2 separate regions of the Ovis aries genome follow, and region 1 is linked to region 2. The links are chromatin contacts, called in public Hi-C maps. All regions are on one chromosome and are shown on one strand. The core of a region is the stretch at or near the end of the contact, and the rest is flanking DNA. Distances in the headings are between cores, read along the strand shown.

Region 1 (6,123 bases), core at 145-2,644, 300 kb before region 2:
ATAAAAGCTGGGTGATTTTATGAACAGTGAATCCCTGGGTGGTGGACAGGGTTCTAAATCTGAAGTTAAAATGTACACCACTAGAGGGAGCCAAATAGTAGTTCACTTGGAAGGCCCCTCTGCAAGGTCCGTTTGGAAGGCTTGCACCTGGAGGGCCAGTCATCAGAGCCCAGTTGCCGTAACTTTGTGTCTAATTCTAGATGTGCATGCGTGCTCAGTTGGTGGGTCATGTCTGACTCTTTGTGACCCCATGAACTGTAGCCCACCAGGCTCCTCTGTCCATGAGATTTCCCAAGCAAGAATGCTGGAGTGGGTTGCCATTTCCTTCTCCTAATTCTAGGATACTAGGATTTTTTGGAGTTTTCAATGAGAAGTCTATACATTGGTACAGCTGGTGAAAAAAAATCTCTCCTTTTTGATCTTCCCCAAGCATGTCTAGCCTGAAGGCTCAGACGGTAAACAATCTTCCTGCAGTGCAGGAGACCCAGGTTCAATCCCTGGGTTGTGGAAATCCCCTGGATTTGGAAATGACAAGCCACTCCAGTATTCTTGCCTGGAGAATTCCATGGACAGAAGAGCCTGGTGGGCTACAGCCCAGGGTGTCGCAAAGAGTCGGGCACGGCTGAGAAAGCTGAGCGACTAACACACAAGTGTGTCTCGTGGCTCTTGAAACCAGGATTTAAAATAGCAAGGGCGCGCATTGGTTTATATGAGTTCTACCTGAAAATAATGTGTGAACAGTACCAATTAGCATTTCAGGTTTGGTCACTGTTTCTTCCATGCCTCCTACGTGCTGGGCATCAAGCTTGGTGCACGAGGCGCACAGGCGGTGAAGTCCTGGCCCCTGCTCTGGACAGTATGGTGCTTCTCTTAATTTTATACACTGAACAACTACACAATCGGGGTCTTTTCAGGGCTTCCCAGGTGGCACTAGTGGTAAAGAATCCGCCTGCCAGTGCAGGAGGTGCACGTGATAAGGGTTCGATCCCTGGGTCAGGAAGATCCCTTGGAGGAGGGACTGGCAACTTACTCCAGTACTCTTGCCTGGAGAATCCCATGGACAGAGGAGCCTGGCAGGCTACAGTCCATGGGGTGGCAAAGAGTTGGGCATGACTGAGCAAGTGAGCAGACACACACACACTCACACACGGACATTTCAGAGAGCTTTGAAACTATGTTCAGGCATATAATTAGTCTACAAAGGGAAAAGACTTTCTTCTCCCAGAGAATACAGAGATTCAGTCTTAGTACAGGGAAAATCGAGTCTTCCATGAACGGAAGTCTCTCTGTCTGGTGAGGATTCAATCACATCAGCCCCTTGCTCCCCTGCAGAGGGGATCCCCCAGAATCCTGACCCCCCTCCACCGTTGTCCTGTTCATGTGATACTGCACAGGAACACGAGGGGGCGCCAACCTACCTACTATCCTGTGTCCTGAGGACCACACTGTGTCTCAGCTGCTTTCAAGGGTGGTCCTCGGCCAGCTGCAGCATCACTTGGGTACTCATCAGACACGCAGACGCTCAGGCCTCCTCCCAGACATACTGAACAAGAAACAGTGAGCAGCCCATATTTAATAAGCTCCCAGGTGATCCTGACGTGCCCTGGACTTTCGACGCATGGATGTATCTCGTCCTTGGGGCATCTTTCTCCCCTCTCTGCCTCCCTGAAGCAGCCCTGTGACCTTGGAGGGAGGCGCAGGCTCATGATCTCGGTCACTGGAGAAGCCGGCTGCTCTCTGGGCTCACCTGGGATGCTGCCTAAAGCTTATCCCATTAGGGTTTCAGATGCTCTTTAGTGGAAGACATGAGGATGGAGCCGTGGTGGACGTGGGCAGCCCTTCATCCACCATTTGCTGGCCTTTCTGCCCCAGTTGAGATGCCCAGTTTCTTCAAGCTGCTGGGAGAACTGCCTCTTGGGGAGCTGGGCTCTGATTCCCCAGCAGAGTCAGTTTCCTCAATTGCAAGCCCAGGTGGCCAAGCTGGGTTGCCTTGTCTCTCTCAGTGTGGGGTTAGCAGGTTCCCCAGGTGGCCATTCCCAGTGGCACCCGCCTGCCAACGCAGGAGTCTCAGGCTTGATCCCAGGGTCGGGAACAGCCCCTGGAGGAGGGCACGGCAACCCACTCCAGTATTCTCGCCTGGAAAATCCCATGGACAGAGGAGCCTGGTGGGCTACAGTCCATAGAATCGCATAAAATCTGACACAGCTGAAGCGGCTTAGCATACACACGGGTGAGCATCACAAACAGGTGGTTCTGGATGTCCTGTGCCTTTTTTATTTTTCACAAGTGACTCCAGGACTCTGTGGCAGGTGCGGAGGGGGCTACTGTAGGGTGAGGAGCCTTTGAAGGAACGCCCGTCCCATGGACATTGAGAACATTCTTGTTAAGGGTTCATTCAGGAAGCCAGGGAGTGGAATGGTTAATTGTTATCACAGAGCATAGGACATCTGCGAGAGGAATGTGTGTTTAACTGCGGCTTCTTCCAGTAATCTCTCTTCTGGGAAAAGCGTTGGCCAAAGAGCCTCAATTTCGTGGCTAGCCAGTTTCCTTTGCCAGACAAAAGCAGAGTCTCACAATGTCTGGCTCTGCGGCAAAAGAGAATTTAGCTAATTAGCTAAACAATAGACCCTGACCCTGAGCTCGCACTGAAGCGCTTCCTCATTGAATCTCCTTTCCTCCTGCTTTCTCAGAACGAGAGGAGGAGACCATTCCTGTGATCATCTCTCCCCACCAGACCATCTCAGCCTCGCTGGGTAAGGACCGTGTGATCCATGGGGGTGCCTGCAATCTCAAACCTGGGGCCCTGGGACCGCTGTGTCACCCACTGTGCCTGCCCTGGGGGATGCACCTCTCGGGTGGAGACCCTCCCTGCAAGAAATAACAATGTTGTTACTCCAGCGAGAATTAACAAGTGTGAGGGAGCATTTTTCTTTGTCAAATGTTTGTAGAAATGGCATGGTTTGGAAGAATGCATATTTAACTTCTTGAAAACTCTACCTACAAAAAAAACTCCATGTAAAAAATCAGAACATTCTGTGGCCATTGTTAACTACATGAAAGGATAATTGATGGCAAGATGTCCCAGGCAGCACCTGAGGTGTATTTAAAATATTAATAATTCACTTCACCAACATGTGGCTAATGCTAGCATTACGCCCAAGGCTCAGACTGCCCTGCTGGCTCCCTGGAGACAGTTTCTTGTCGCTTACTCTCAGGTCAGTGGGTCAAGGGAGGTAATGCTTGTCAGAGGTTTTCATTTTTCACCCTTTCATTGTTCTGGCCAGCACACACTTTCTTATCAAACACTGTCTAATAAGATGTCTTTCAATGCCAACATCAACCCTGTGGGATGGTCTTATTTCTCCCATTTTCCAGAAGAAAAGCTGCCTGGGGTGAAGGTGGTGGGGGTCATTGGCTCAGTGTCTGTCAAAAAGTCTCAGTTGAGTCTGGCTGGGGTTCAGACTCAGGCCTGTGTGTCTGTGAGGCCCGTACCTTGTGTGTGTGTTTGTTTTTATATAATCGTTTTTTAGGTCTTATGCTCATTTATTAAACCCTGGCTGCAGAGTTCTGTCTCTCCATCTATCAATCATATGTCTATTGACCCACCAATCATTTATCCGTCCTTCCATCCATTCATCCATCCGTCCTTCCATCCATCCTTCCATCCATCCATCCATCCATCCATCCATCCATCCATCCATCTATCTATCCATCCATCCTTCCTTCCATCCATCCGCCTACCTATTTCTTCTGTTTGGCCTTAGGCTCATATTTTAAGGGCTTCCCCGGTGGCTCAGATGGTAAAGAATCTGCCTGCAATGCAGGAGACCTGGGTTTGATCCCTGGGTTGGGAAGATGCCCTGGAGAAGGGAGTGGCTACCCACACCAGTATTCTTGAGACTCCCCTGGTGGCTCAAACGGTATTCTCCAGTGTTCTTGCCTGGAGAAGCCCATGGATGGGAGAGCCTGGTGGGCTGCAGTGTCTGGGGTTGCAGAGTTGGACATGACTGGGCAACTAGCACTTATATTTTAAACTTTAACTGTTGACCATGGAGCCTAGGGGGCTCTTGCAGATGCTGGGGTTGTGGCCTGACACCTGAGTTGCGGCTCCCGAGGCTATCTGGGCTCTCAGAAGAGCCTTCTGGAAGCCTGGGGAGGCGGGGACCCAGGTCAGTGCTGCCCCCGGCTCCTCCATGTTCCTGAGCCCACAAAACTGTGCCTCCCACCCCGTTGCTTTGCACGCATGGATGTGCCAGGCAGAGTCCCTTGTGGCCGGATTGAATGGGCTGCTTCTGCCTGAGAAATCTTTTAAGGTCAGAGGGGTGTCCAGGAAGAACAAAAGTAGGCTTTCTGAGCCTGAAGTGGGGCTGCGGGGTTAAAGCCCATGCCCCAGGGAGGCCCATCTCTCGAGAAAGACATGCATGGGCAGGATTTCTTCTTTTGTTCCCAACTTTGGTGACTAAAAAAAAAGACAGTGATTGAGGCAAGGGACTCAGGACTATCACATCGCACAACTGTAGAAGGCACCCCTCATGTAAAAGACAGTGGCTTTTTCTTTTGAAAGAAGTTTTTATTTTGTATTGGGGTATAGTCAATTAGGGGACTTCCCTGGTGGCTCAGACGGTAAAGCATCTATCTACAATGTGGGAAACCTGGGTTCAATCCCTGGGTTGGGAAGATCCCCTGGAGAAGGAAATGGCAATCCACTCCAGTACTATTGGCTGGAAACTCGCATGGACAGAGGAGCCTGGTAGGCTACAGTCCGTGGGGTTGCAAAGAGTTGGACACGACTGAGCGGCTTCACTTTCACTTTCATAGTCAGTTAACAATGTTGTGATAGTTTCAGGTGAACAGCGAAGGGACTCAGCCGTACATATGCATGTATCCATTCTCCCCAGACTCCCCTCCCATCCAGGCTGCCGCATGACATTGAGCAGAGCTCCCTGTGCTCTACAGCAGGCCCTTGTTTCATCCATTTTAAATAACGCAGTGTGTACATGTTCATCCCAAACTCCTCAACTATCCTTTCCCCCGCTTCTTCCCTGCAGGCAGCCGTAAGTTCCATCTCTAAGTCTCTGAGCCTGTTTGTGTATTGTAAGTTCATTTGTATCATTTCTTTTCAGAGTCCACACATAAGGGATGTCATATTTCTCCTTCTCTGTCTGACTCACCTCACTCCACGTGACAGTTTCTAGGGCTTCCCACGTTGCTGCAAATGGCGTTGTTTTGTTCTTTTATCTGCTTAGTAATATTCCATTGTATATACGTGCCACGTCTTCTTTGGGCTTCCCTGGTGGCTCGGATGGTAAAGAATCTGCCTGCAATGCAGATTCAATCCCTGGGTCAGGAATCTTACCCTGGAGAAGGGAATGGAAACCCACTCTAACATTCTTGCCTAGAGAGTCCCATGAACAGAGGAGCCTGGTGGAGATGTAGGGTCGCAGAGAGTCAGACACGACTGAGCGACTCACACACACACACGCACACACACACATCCCGTTCCCTCGTATATACGCACCACATCTTCTCCACCCGCTCCTCTGTGGACAGTTCGGTCGCTCCCATGTCCCGGCTATTGTAAATGGTGCTGCAGTGAACACTGAGGTGCATGTATCCTTTTGGACCATGAATGGTAAACACAGTGACTTTTGAAAGGGTTAATCCTAGATGAACACGACCTGGGTGGAGAGCTCCCTGGGCAAACAGGAGAGCTGAGACCAGCAGTGGGCAGAGAGAATCCACACCCCCATCCGGATTTTTGGAGGCAGCGAGAATGAATTGTGGAGGAAGGTGGCCTGGGACTTCAGAATGCTCTGTAGGAGCCCAGTGGCCTTGGGAAGCTGTTTGCCTCTGGCTTTCCATCTACCATGAGGAAGGAGCTGGAGATGCTTAGTGAATACTGGCGCTCGAGGTGAAAGCTTAAGGGAACTAACATTCCTTCTAAGAAAAATAACAGTGTGGTGAGGGTGTCTGAGAAGAAGTGGAAAGGCCCACTGCTCAGATGCCCTGACGTGACCCCTGTCCGCCCGCTGGGTTCTGACATCTGATGCACTATGTCTTGCTGTCACAGGGTCAAGGCTGACAATCCCATGTAAGGTGTTTCTGGGAGCCGGCATACACACA
Region 2 (7,006 bases), core at 1,232-3,731:
TCTGTCCTTGGAAAACTTTAGTCAAAGAATAAGTTTAATCAGAGAAATGAGAAACGCAGAAACAAAGGGAAACAGTCAGAGGAGAGTGAATAATGAGGCAGTCATTAAGCACAGTCAAGGACCTTTAGTTTCTTGTCAAGGGCTATGGATAATATTCTCGGCTGTATCCTGTGAGCTGTCTTATAGATACTAAAACACCAGATGGGAGAAGTTAACTACATGAAGAAAAGATTGTACAGAGGACATAAGCTGCCACAAATCCAAGAACTGGCCTCAGAGAAATGGGAACAAATGGACCCTGGAACTGAAGATTAACTTCACCTAAAACAGTCAAGAAGACACTGGTGAGGCCACCAGTGACAATCTGAAGATGAGTGTCAAGCTGACTCTGCTGTTCTGCATGTATCCCCAACCCCAGCCTATAAAAGTTCTGCGGGGGGAGTTGGCTTTCAGACAGATGTCTGCCCTTAGCCCCAAGTTGCTGGCATCTGAAATAAAGCAAACTTTCCTTTCCACCAACTTGGCCTGTTTATTGGCTTTTGGGCATCGAGCAGTCAGACCCACACCACGCCTTTCAGGAACAGTCTGACAAAACACAAAAATTAGCTTTTTGCTTCTCTGGCAGGATATAAACAAGCTGCTTTAATATGGCACATGGTTGTTTAGTTTTCCCACCTTTCTCGACTGCTTTGGGAAGGTTTGCATTTTAAGCTGTCTTGATCAGAGGCTGTCTTATTAACAACAACTGCCATGCCCCACCTCTGACACTCTGATCTGACTGTTCCGAGGAGCACAGCAGATGTTGGTCTGCAAGGACCTCAGGACTTTACTGAAGGAGAAGGGTGAGCAGGAGAATGGAATCCACAGGGAGACTCATCAGAGGACTGGCCCTCAGGTGGTTTTCTTGTCTTTACCAGGAGGCTGCCCAGCCCCCACCTCCCAGCCCCTGGGAAGAGCAGAAAGCGCATCTTTTCTGAATGCAGGTGCAGAATGGGGCCGTGGGGAACAGGGCTGCACTCGCGTCAGCTGAAACGGTGGCACTAAAATGTTTCAAGGGGCGTCTCCTGCTGTGGTTTGCTCTGTCTCCTCTTCCCTGCCTGCCTCCAGTTTCCTGATGCAGGAGGTGCTGGGGTGGCATTCTTAGACCCACCTGAGCTCTGCCACAGAGGAGAGCTGGATGGGGTGAGAGCCAGCGGTCCCAGTGGACTCAAAGCCTGTGCCTGAAGACTGTGTACCCCTGACCTCCTCTGTCCACAATGAAATACTGTGTTGTTCAGTCACTCAGTTGTGCCTGACTCTGTGACCTCACGGACTGCAGCACACCAGGCTTCCCTGTCCGTCACTATCTCCCAGAGCTTGCTCAATCTCATGACCATTGATTCAGTGATACCATCCAACCATCTCATCCTCTCTCATCCCCTACCTGCCCTCAATCTTTCCCAGCATCAGGGTCTTTTCCAGTGAGTTAGCTCTTTGTATCAGGTGGCCAAAGTACTGAAGCTTCAGCATCAGTCCTTCCAATGAATATTCAGGGTTGGTTTCCTTTAGGATTGACTGATTTGATCTTGCTGTCCAAGGGACTCTCAAGAGTCTTCTCCAGTATCGCAGTTCTAAAGCATCAATTCTTCGGTGCTCAGCCTTCCTTATAATCTAACTCACATCCATACATGACTACTGGAAACACCACAGCTTTGACTATACGGACCTTTGTTGGCAAAGTCACACCTCTGCTTTCTAATACATTGTCAAGGTTTACTATAGCTTTTCTTCCAAGGAGCGAGTGACGTTTAATTTCATGGCTGCAGTCACCATCCACAAGGCTTTTCTGGTGGCTCAGACAGTGAAGAATTTGCCTGCCAATGCAGGAGGTGCGAGTTTGTTCCCTGGGTCAGGGCATGGCAACCCACTGCAGTATTCTTGCCTGGGGAAGCCTATGGACAGAGGAGCCTGGCAAGGCTACCGTTCATGGGGCCACAAAGAGTCAGACCTGACTGAGCAGCTAACACTTTCACTTTTCAACCATTGTCCGCAGAGATTCTGGGGACTAAAAAAAGTAAAATCTGTCCCTGTTTCCACCTTTCCCCCCTATTTGCCATGAAGTTATGGGACTGGATGCCATGATCTTCAGTTTTTGACTGTTGAGTTTTAAGCCAGCCTTTTCACGCTCCCCTTTCACCCCCATCAACAGGCTGTATCAAGTGGTGAGTCTGGCTCCTCTTGGGTTGCATAACTTCTGGGTCAAAGTGCTTTGTTCTTCTGTGACCGCAGGGCGGCGGAAGTCTTCCCTGTAGCCAAGTCTTGAGCCAACAGGACTTCCTGCCTGTGTAACAGGATGACATCAAGAGGGAAAGAAAGTAGCCCCGTGGGTGAAGGATCTTGTGAAAGAGAAAAGCATTTCCTCTCTTGAGACAGGGGGAACCGAGGTTAACGCCCCAGCTTGGAGCCATCAAAGATCTCCCCGCGGCGCTACTGCGCCCTCTGCTGGCGAATCCGAGTGAACGCGCCCCTTGTTTGGGAGCCTGCAGCATCCCGGACTGAGAACGCAGCATCCTTACCCTCGCAGGTGCCCGCGCAGCCTGTCGGGGTCTCCACCTTAAGGCCATTTTGTCTCCTCCTTCTTAGGCTGTGGGAAAGGTTGAGAGAGGGCCATTTTCTAAGCCTGCCACTGAGTTTCTAACCCTCGGGCTTTCAAGCCTGCAGCCCTCTGTCCACGAGTTGTGATGGGGACCAGGAGGCTGCGCTTTCATGCCCACAAGGCAGGGGTCTGAGGTGGTGATTCCTGAAAGATTGCCCCGCCGCATACTGCCTGGGTTCCAACCACACTCCGCACCTACTGAGTTCATCTGCTAAATCTGACTTCTTAGTCCCTCAAGGCAGTATTCTGCTTTAGTTTCTTCCTCTGTAAAAAAAAACAAAAACAAAAAAAAACCAAGTATCAATATTGCAGGACAATCAGCCAGTAAAACTGGTGCCTAGTGAGACCTCAGTGAGCGCTGGCTTTTATCATTCTTACATTGTTGCAGTAATTCATGGGCTTCCCTGGTAGCTCAGCTGGCAATGCATAAGGCGCAGGTTCCATCTCTGGGTCAGAGAGATCCCCTGGAGAGGGCATGGCACCCCACTCCAGTGTTCTTGCCTGGGAAATCCCGTGGACAGAGGAGCCTGGTGGGCTACAGTCTACGGGGTCACAAGAGAGTCGGACACGACTCAGTGACTGAACAACACCAGTGATACTTCATATTATTTTTACTGTGATGTCATTTTTACTATAACTGTTATTTCACAGTTATTAATTTTGTTGCCACACTAATGATAACAGCGATAAGTAACATTTACGGAGCGCTCACAACATTTCAGACATTTTTCTACATGCTCTGTACATAATGGCTCATCATCAGCGCTGCGAGGAGGCACCCTAAGGATTTCCACTTTGCAAGTGAGGAAGGAGCCTTGGTCTGGTGTTAGAGGGGCTTGGGAGGCAGAGAACCTGGGTTCCGGGTGGCTAGTCTCGCTGTTCCATTAGCCCAGTGAGCCATCTCTAGAATCCAGGTAACAGTAATACTTTCTTGATAGAGAGTAGTAAATATTAAGTGCAATATGTGGAAAGGGCTGGAAGTCCTACACACAACTGCTAATCAGTATTACTGTGAATATAGTTTACCCAAGACTAATGTATATAACTGAGTTCAGAGTAGTTCCACCTTATGAAAAACCTGATTTTACATATATAAAAAATAAGCTCATGAATTCAGAGAGTGATTATAACGGGTTGGCCAAGACATTTGTTCGATGTTTTACATAACATCTTACAGGGAAAAACATGAGTGAGCTTTTGACCAACCCAATATTTTTGCTTTTTTAGTGAAAATAGATTATGGGGCTCATTTAGTGAGTGACTCTCAAAGTTTATATGAACCAAATAAAAAAATGTAAAAACATAAAACACTGAAAAAATATAGATATATATTATATTGGATCCAAATAAAGGAAAGGAAGGACGTATTTTCCCCCATAATTGTAAGTAAAATAGAAAAGCATAGAATAAACTGAAAAAAATGTGAGCAAGAATAAGAAAGATAAGGATTGCTATTCTTAATGCCCACTAGAAAAAGGGCCAGAAGATATGAATAGGAAATTCATAAAATAAGGGCAAATGCCTAGAAGAGAAAGTGGGGAACATGGCAAGTCACCTGTCGCTACAAGTTCAGGACGCTTACAATGTGCCAGACTCCTACACTAACCTCTTCAATATAATCTCTCATTTACTACTGTCAGTGACCTTATATTTTCTCCACATTAAAAATGAAGAAGTTAAGGATATAAGAGGTCACCCAGGAGTAAGCAGTTGCAAGAAATGGGCCTAGGGAAATGCATCACTAAGTGTTTAATGATACTGTAGCTTTGCCCTTAAGTGTCTTGATGTGATAATAATAGTATCGTTATGTTTCCAAAAGAGTCCTTGCATTTTGGATGGGATATAACGAAGCATTTATGGATGAAATACTAGGATGTCAGAGATTAGCCTCAAAATAATTCAGCATAGAGAGAGGAGGAACCCTTTAGAGAATGGGTGAAAAAAGATGACTGTGAACGATGTTCATCGGGGCCCATGGTATTATTCTCTCTATTTTTGTATATATGTGAACTTTTCTCCAAAATAAGTTTGAACATTCCAGTAGGTTAAAAGGAGATTTTAAAAAAAACAACTATCTCTCAGACACTTGAGCAAATTTGCCTATGAAAAAAGAAAAAGATTTGTTTTTCTAGCTAAGGGAAAAGGCGTGTGGTTTTCTTTTATTTTCAAAAATATAAAGAGCTTTTCCTTTTCCTGATTATTTGCCCATTGGAAACATTTGTAAAAACATGAAAGTATTAAAAATGTTTACTAATATTTTTGTGTATATATGAATATTTACATAGATCTGATCTCACAATCTGTACCTAATTGTTCCCCAATAACAGACTAATATATCAGCATGCCAGCATATCATGGACATAATTACAATCCAATAAGATAGAACTACATGGTTTTTGTTGAGATATAATTGACATATAACTATACTAGTTTCAGGTTACGACATAATGATTTGATATTTGTATTATTGTGACACGGTCCCCACAATAAGTCTGGTTAACATCCCTCATCACACATAGTTGCCATTTTTCTTTCTGTAATGAGAATTTTCAAGATCTCCTTTCTTGGGACCTTTCAAACATACAACACAGGATTATTAACTATATTCCCCACCTACCAGTTTCAATGGTTGCCTAGCATCCTACAGGAATGCCCTCATTGCTCAAAGAGTAAAGAATCTACCTGCACTTCAGGAGACCTGGGTTTGATCCGTGGTCAGGAAGATCCCCTGGAGAAGGAAATGGCAACCCACTCCAGTATTCTTGCCTGGGAACACCATGGACAGAGGAGCCTGGAGGGCCACAGTCCAGGGGGTCGCAAACAGTCGGACACAACTGAGCAACTAATACTAGCATCCCATTGGATGGAAGTATTATAATTTTTAAACTAATCCTTGATTTAAGGATCTTTCGGGACTTCCCTGGTGGTCCTGTGGTTAAGACTTCACCTCCCAGCACAGGGGATTCGATTCCTGGTCGGGGAGCTAAGATTCTACATGTCTCATGGCTAAAAATCCAAAACATAAAACCAAAGCAATATTGTAATGCATTCAATAAAGACTTTTAAAAATGGTCCATAAAAAAATCTTTAAAAAAATTTTATAAAAAAAGGGTCTTTAGGTTTTTTCCAATTTGTTGCTTTTGCAAATGTGGTGCATTCATCTGGTGATTTGCCTTGGATAGGTGACTGGAAATAGAATTTCCAAGTTAAGACATCTGAAACACCCTTCCAAATTCCCCTTCAGAAAGCTTGTGGTTGTGACTCATACCATACTGGTTGAAGATACCAGAGAGTGAAATCTTTATTCATAGATGAAGAATTTCAGGCTCATGTTTGAATTGTTATTTTGGTCATAACAATGGAAAAATTCTTGTTTATACATTTGTGTATGCTTCAAAAGAGATGATCAACAAGATGGGGTGGGATATTTGGGGCTTGAAGGGCCAGGTTACACACTTCTCGGGGCGGGGGAAGTGTGTAACCTGTGTAAAGGAGTTCAGTTCAGTCGCTCAGTCGTGTCTGACTCTTTGCGACCCCATGAATCGCAGCACGCCAGGCCTCCCTGTCCATCACCAACTCCCAGAGTTCACTCAGACTCACGTCCATCGAGTCGGTGATGCCATCCAGCCATCTCATCCTCTGTCGTCCCCTTCTCCTCCTGCCCCCAATCCCTCCCAGCATCAGAGTCTTTTCCAATGAGTCAGCTCTTCACATGAGGTGGCCAAATTACTGGAGTTTCAGCTTCAGCATCATTCCCTGCAAAGAAATCCCAGGGCTAATCTCCTTCAGAATGGACTGGTTGGATCTCCTTGCAGTCCAAGGGACTCTCAAGAGTCTTCTCCAACACCCCAGTTCAAACGCATTAATTCTTTGGTGCTCAGCCTTCTTCACAGTCCAACTCTCACATCCATACATGACCACAGGAAAAACCATAGCCTTGACTAGACGGACCTTTGTTGCCAAAGTAATGTTTCTGCTTTTGAATATACTATCTAGGTTGGTCATAACTTTTCTTCCAAGGAGTAAGTGTCTTTTAATTTCATGGCTGCAGTCACCATCTGCAGTGATTTTGGAGCCCCCCAAAATAAAGTCTGACACTGTTTCTCCTGTTTCCCCATCTATTTCCCATGAAGTGATGGGACCAGATGCCTTGATCTTCGTTTTCTGAATGTTGAACTTTAAGCCAACTTTTTCACTCTCCTCTTTCACTTTCATCGAGAGCGTTTTTAGCTCCTCTTCACTTTCTGCCATAAGGGTGGTGTCGAAGGTCAGGAACGGTGGCGGTAAGGAGATACCCCTCGTCCAAGGTAAGGAGCAGCGGCTGTGCTTTGCTGGAGCAGCCGTGAAGAGATACCCCACGCCAAGGTAAGA

Evidence for each region. A called contact is a pair of places that touch in the nucleus more often than the background predicts.
Region 1: a contact with region 2 is called in a Hi-C map of liver, with 4 times the contacts expected there. The contact joins two enhancer-like sites. A contact is called at or near these places in 14 of 16 Hi-C or Micro-C datasets (blood, hypothalamus, liver and 7 more).

The regions. Positions count from the first base shown.
Region 1 is chr3:99,748,397-99,754,519 of ARS-UI_Ramb_v3.0, reverse strand. It overlaps IL1R2 (interleukin 1 receptor type 2), which reads left to right. Exons shown (of 10, transcript XM_060412382.1): 7 at 2,691-2,753; 8 at 6,071-6,123. Among named protein-coding and RNA genes, the nearest start is that of IL1R2, 27 kb to the left of the region's middle. Within about 2 kb of position 1,394, at least 9 of the 54 cell types and tissues checked have an H3K27ac peak or open chromatin away from gene starts, as enhancers often do. A contact at or near this core is called in liver, where this site is marked.
Region 2 is chr3:99,444,151-99,451,156 of ARS-UI_Ramb_v3.0, reverse strand. No RefSeq gene overlaps it. Among named protein-coding and RNA genes, the nearest start is that of IL1RL2, 34 kb to the left of the region's middle. Within about 2 kb of position 2,481, at least 18 of the 54 cell types and tissues checked have an H3K27ac peak or open chromatin away from gene starts, as enhancers often do. A contact at or near this core is called in liver, where this site is marked.